Regions from separate parts of the Rattus norvegicus genome. Here region 2 is linked to region 1. Evidence: chromatin contacts called from public Hi-C data. All regions are on one chromosome and are shown on one strand. Each heading gives the region's core, a stretch centred on a gene start, on an enhancer-like site or on the middle of the called end of the contact. The rest is flanking DNA. Distances are from core to core; before and after follow the strand shown.

Evidence for each region. A called contact is a pair of places that touch in the nucleus more often than the background predicts.
Region 2: a Hi-C map of hepatocytes shows a contact between it and region 1, with 2.1 times the contacts expected there. The contact joins the promoter of Cldn1 here to the enhancer-like site in region 1. A contact is called at or near these places in 4 of 12 Hi-C or Micro-C datasets (hepatocytes, kidney, liver and 1 more).

The regions. Positions count from the first base shown.
Region 1 is chr11:87,820,923-87,823,722 of GRCr8, reverse strand. No RefSeq gene overlaps it. Among named protein-coding and RNA genes, the nearest start is that of Cldn16, 7.9 kb to the right of the region's middle. Within about 2 kb of position 1,317, at least 5 of the 93 cell types and tissues checked have an H3K27ac peak or open chromatin away from gene starts, as enhancers often do. A contact at or near this core is called in hepatocytes, where this site is marked.
Region 2 is chr11:87,925,038-87,927,833 of GRCr8, reverse strand. It overlaps Cldn1 (claudin 1), which reads right to left and starts at 1,458. Exons shown (of 4, transcript NM_031699.3): 1 at 1,057-1,458. The coding sequence starts at 1,279.

The sequences.
Region 1 (2,800 bases), core at 68-2,567:
CTGTAACTCTCCTGGCAAGAAGCAAGATATTTCTTTTTTTAATTTAACATTATTTTTAACTTATTCAGTTTATATACTGTTCACTGCCCCCTCCCAATCACACCCTCCTACAATCACCCCTCCATTTCCCTTTCTTTTCTGAGTAGGTAGGGGTCCCTCTGGGTATCCTCCCAACCCTTGGACTTCAACTCTTCATGACTAGGAGCTTCCTCTCCCACTGAGACTCACAGGCAGACAAGCTAGTAGAACATAGCCCATGTACAGGCAACATTTTTTGAGATAGCCCCAGACTACAGTTGTTTGGAAATCACACGAAAACTAAGCTGCACAGCTGCTACATATGTGCAGGGAGGCCTAGGTCCAGCCTTTGTATATTAGGTTGGAAGAAAGACATTTTGGTGCCTGTATTTGAGTATTGGACTATTGAAAATTTGCTCTCAAGGAACTGGAATTTCTCACCCCGGTGAGTTAAAAGACTGGAGTCTCAGGGCAAGCTATAGAAGAAATTATTTTGCAGAAATAGATTACATATACTACTAACAATGTTTTGATATCATTACAGGAGAAACTGGAGATAATTCAACAAGGGGTCTCAATGGTAGGGAGACAGACACTGGACATCTTTGTTCCTCAGACTATTGCAGTAACATTGAAGAAATTCATCCTCTAGCTTTTCAGCACCACTTGTCTGTTTAGTGCGCCTGCTGCAGGTAGCCCTGCAGGTTGACCGATAGAGACCTGCCTTTGACCTAACAGCTTTGATCACAGTTGAAGCGTGTAAATCACAGTAGCTATAATTCGATGGCTATTTATTGCATTTTGTATACTACATAGACCATCTCTAAATACTAATTATTTTCCATCATTTCATGAAACAGTTCATAATTCGTAGTTTGCAGGCAGGGAGGCCCCATGGGACATACTTAATAGCTTGCCGAAGGCTTGACATTATTAATGAGCATGGCCTGAACTCGGATTGCTATGACTGTGCAGTTAGACCTATAAACCAGTGATTTATTTTGCCATTAGTTATAGCCAGCACAGGTTCTCTTCAACAGCAGTAATTGATTACGATTGTGTAGATGTTCCCGCCAAATGCTAGGCATGAAAAAGGGTGCGACGATTCCAAGGGTTCATACCCCTGTTTTCCTGCATACAGAAGTGTCTTGTGACACTGAGGAAACATGAGTCAGCACAGAAACATCTCCTTAGGCTCAACGGAAAATGCGAGGCTGCTTCCACCTGCAGACTGAAAGGCCAACTGCAGTGTTTGCAGTTTCGCAATTGTGTCCTTTTACAGAGCCGGTGTGGGAGTGACTACGGGTATCAGCAGGTGTCTCCAACACCTCAGCCAGGATCTGTGTCAACACTGAGTCATGAGACACAGGGAGAGTAGTGAATACCCTAAGTGACTGTCTTAGTGATGTCATAGGCCATCTGGCTCTGGAGCAAAGGTGACAAGGTTGCTTCCACAGTTTAGGGGATTGGATATTTTAGAAGAAAATCAATACTGCTTCACCTGTCAAATGTGGGAACGTGCAAGCTTATAGAAAATTTTATATATATCTTTTGAGGGATTACTATGTGTCAGGCAGAGCTCTTAGTGTGTGGGATGCACTAGAAACCAAAACCAAGATGTCTATCGTCACGCATCTTGACTAGATAATAAATTTGAAAATATTTTGTAAATATCACTCACATACTCCCATAATGGTATTATGCTTCACGTTTATTATTTTATAGTTCTTACTGGTGTCCCTGGTCCCCTTATAAACAGAGTATTAGAAATCAAGGTGGTAGCTCACACATTTAATTACACCACTTTGCCAGATCTCTGTGAGTTCTAGGCTGGCTTCAGGATCTTAAGACAGCCAGGAATATGGAGAAATACCTTGCCTCAAAAATAGATAGATAGGTAGATAGGTAGATAGATAGATAGATAGATAGATAGATGGATGGATAGATAGATAGATAGATGATAGAGAACTAGATAGATAGACAGATGACAGATAGATAGATAGATAGATAGAGATAGACAGACAGACAGACACACACACACACACACACAGTCAAGACTGATGTCGGTTACCTAGATGGAGCACCTTGCTTTCTCTCAGTGCTTTGTGTACTTTACCTTCTCACCAAAAGGCACACGTCTCAAGGACTGAGAGAAAGTCTTCAATTTTCATTCTTTCTGATGCCCCCGAACCTGGTGTCACGCTTTGCACAGTCAGCTGTCCTGAAGTGTGTGCTGGGAGGAAGTTGTACCTTACTGTGTTCAAGCTGCCAACACTCCATGATGGACTGTGGAGAAGAGCCAGATGACATAGACCCATGATTCCTTGTATCTTCACCCTCCGTGGTCCCTGCACCCTCCGTGGTCCCTGCGCCCTCCGTGGTCCCTGCGCCCTCCGTGGTCCCTGTGCCCTCCGTGGTCCCTGCGCCCTCCGTGGTCCCTGCGCCCTCCGTGGTCCCTGCGCCCTCCGTGGTCCGTGCGCCCTCCGTGGTTCCTGCGCCCTCCGTGCTCCCTGCGCCCTCCGTGCTCCCTGCGCCCTCCGTGCTCCCTGCGCCCTCCGTGCTCCCTGCGCCCTCCGTGCTCCCTGCGCCCTCCGTGCTCCCTGCGCCCTCCGTGCTCCCTGCGCCCTCCGTGGTTCCTGCTCCCTCACAGCTGCCTCTCCCTCACAAGTACACTCACATTCCACCGATGAAATCTACATCATTTTGGCGAGCTCAATCTTGAGCCCTGTCCTACTGTCTTCTAACCCACAGAACTTAACATTGAAGCGTGACTATTTTATTT
Region 2 (2,796 bases), core at 209-2,708, 100 kb before region 1:
AGGGGCAGTGCTAGCACTGTTCACAGCAGCATTCCCAGAGGACTGTGGAATACCTTAGGCAAAGGCTAAGGGAACTCTTCGTCCTGTGAATTAAAGGGCAGGGCAGACCCACAGAACACATCCAATGTGATTTCTCCAGGAAGAGGAAATGACCTGTAGGAGTTGAGTGGCTTTCTGACAGAGCACTGAAAAAAGTTTTAGCCGAAAGTGAAGGCGAACACATTTTATCACCTGTCTTTCTAGAATCAGTAGAAATGTCCCTGCCTACACATGCCTTTCTCACTTTACATATGAGGAGCAGTCCATCAGTGCACAGACATTCCTTTACAGAAGGCAAAACGTGAGAATAACCTTTCTTCGACATGCCGCCGGGGTTATTCAGAATCATTCTCTTTAGTGACCCACTCCCCAGATGCCACCAGCCCCCCCCCCCCCCCCCGGTCTCATTCTAAACTTGTACTGCAGAAGCTGACTCTTCTGCAGATCCTAAGCCTTTGGGGGAGCGGAGTGGGGGTGGGGGTGGATCTCAAGTGGTTCTTCAAGGAGGAAACCCAAAAGACCGAAAGAGTAAACCTTAACTGTGACTTGGAAAAAGTCTTGAAACAAGTAAAAAAAAAAAAATCCACTCAAGGCTTGAAAACCTATAAAGTGTGCCATTTTCTTGTTCAAACCCTCCTAGAATGAATGTGCAGAATAAGCCCAAAAGTCTAAGTTACACAGTGGTCTTCATTCTCCCAATCTCCCCCACCTTGATTGGAATTTGATGGGGAAAAAAATCACACCTAAAAGGGCAGAGGGTGCCAAGCAGAGAGACTTAGAGGCAAATCTAGGGCTTTGACCTGAAGCTCTGGTTCTCGGTTCTCTCTGCTTTCTCACAACAGACCAACAGAACACATGCTGAGAAGCCTTGACCAACTTTGAGGTTAGCCTCCTATAATCCCAGGGCAGCTCTGGCTGAATGAAGCTACTACAGAGGACAAGGGCTCCGAGGCTGGGGAGTGGGGATAGAGAGGGCTGGGGAGAGTGGAGAGGATTGGAGGATGAGGGTGCACTCACTATTCAGATTCAGCAAGGAGTCGAAGACTTTGCACTGTATCTGCCCGGTGCTTTGCGAAACGCAGGACATCCACAGTCCCTCGTAGATGGCCTGAGCAGTCACGATGTTGTCCCCAGCATAGGAGTAAATCTTCCATTGGGGCAGGGCAGTGCTGACGATAGAGCCGATCCATCCCAGCGAAGCCAGGATGAAACCCAGAAGCTGCAACCCCGCGTTGGCCATGGCTCTTTTCTGAGGCTCAGTGGCAGGTGCAGAAAGCGGAGTTTGCAAAGTGCGCGCTTGGGCTCCCCGAAGGTGATGGAGTCTCAGCCAGGAGGTTAGCGCTGATACCCCTGCTCCCTGTGCGGCTGCGGGCGAGGCTCCTGGCTTCTGGTCCGGGTCGGTGGTGGAGTCTGGAAGTGAGAAGTGGTGGAGTTCTCTGGGACACCAAACCGCCCGGCGCTGCGATTTAAAGCAGCTCCGCCCCTCCCGGCATGCAGCGCCCCCTGGTGGTTTCGTGGCCAAATCCCCACAAGGGTCCTCGCAGGCCTCCTGCGTGGTCGCGGATGACTTTTGAGCGACCTGGGGACCAACTGAAAAGAATCAGGCTTCCCTACCCGCTCCTCCTCATGTCTCTCCTAGCACTTGGTAGGCATTTTCTTCATTTCACCCGGTAGTTAATACAAAAATTACATCTGTGTAAATGCAAAAAAACCCATAAAGATGAAAAAACTGGAGGGAGATAAAAAACCTATTTTCATTTTTAATATCGTCTCAATATTTTATTCAGGAATACAACTAACTTGATACTTCGGTATTCCCTTCCTCCTCAGGGCACCTCTTGTTTGATTAGCTTCCTCCTCTTTCATTTTTGGGCCTGGTGTTCCCCTCTGTTCTTCAAGATTATTCCATTAGATTTCTCTCCCATTTCTCCCAGGCGCATTGGAGATCAGGGAAGAGCTACCCAGAGAGTGCCACAGGGCAGGTTTCTAGTATATCCAGAACTTAGTTCTCAGATCTGTGTGCTTCCCACCGCATTTTTAGGAAAAAATATATATCCTTTTAGTTTTTAATCTTCCTTTTGAAAATGCAGCTCACTATCGACTACATCCAATGCTCGTGCGCTCTCATGCGCGCGCGCATACACACACACACACACACACACACACACACACACAGAGAGAGAGAGAGACACGCACATGCACACACTCACACACCTACCTTTTCCTTAAAACAATTTCCTTAGCCTAGCAGCTCCATATTCGAGGTGCTCGAGCAGTGAAGACTTATCAGATGGAATCCAGCCAGTTCCCCCCCAGTCTCTCCCAGGTGAAAGAGCCACGCTTGGATGATGTATCTTTTCAGCGCTCTGGCTTCCGACCAGGCAGTAATGGTTAAACCATCTCTGCAGGCTTTGATCTAGGCAGCCTCTAGCTGCCCTCTCCCGGTCTATACAGCTTTCTTGTTTGCTGCTACTCAGAAGCCCACGTTGCGGTTGAGAATAATTAAAATGTTTTCTCAGCTATTATTTTGTCTGTGGTGTGAGTGTGGTGGAAAGAGAAGCTTCTACGGCTTTAGTAAAAAACAGGAGAATCTAAGGCCGAAATAAACATACGAATGAAAACAAGGGATGCTTCCATACATGCTAAGAAAAGTACTAGCCTGCCACCAGGTAGAAACATTAAAAACAAAATAAAACCACCAATAACCAAAGAAGCCCTACCACCCTCACTCCCGTGCTGGCTGTTCTTTTCAGACCA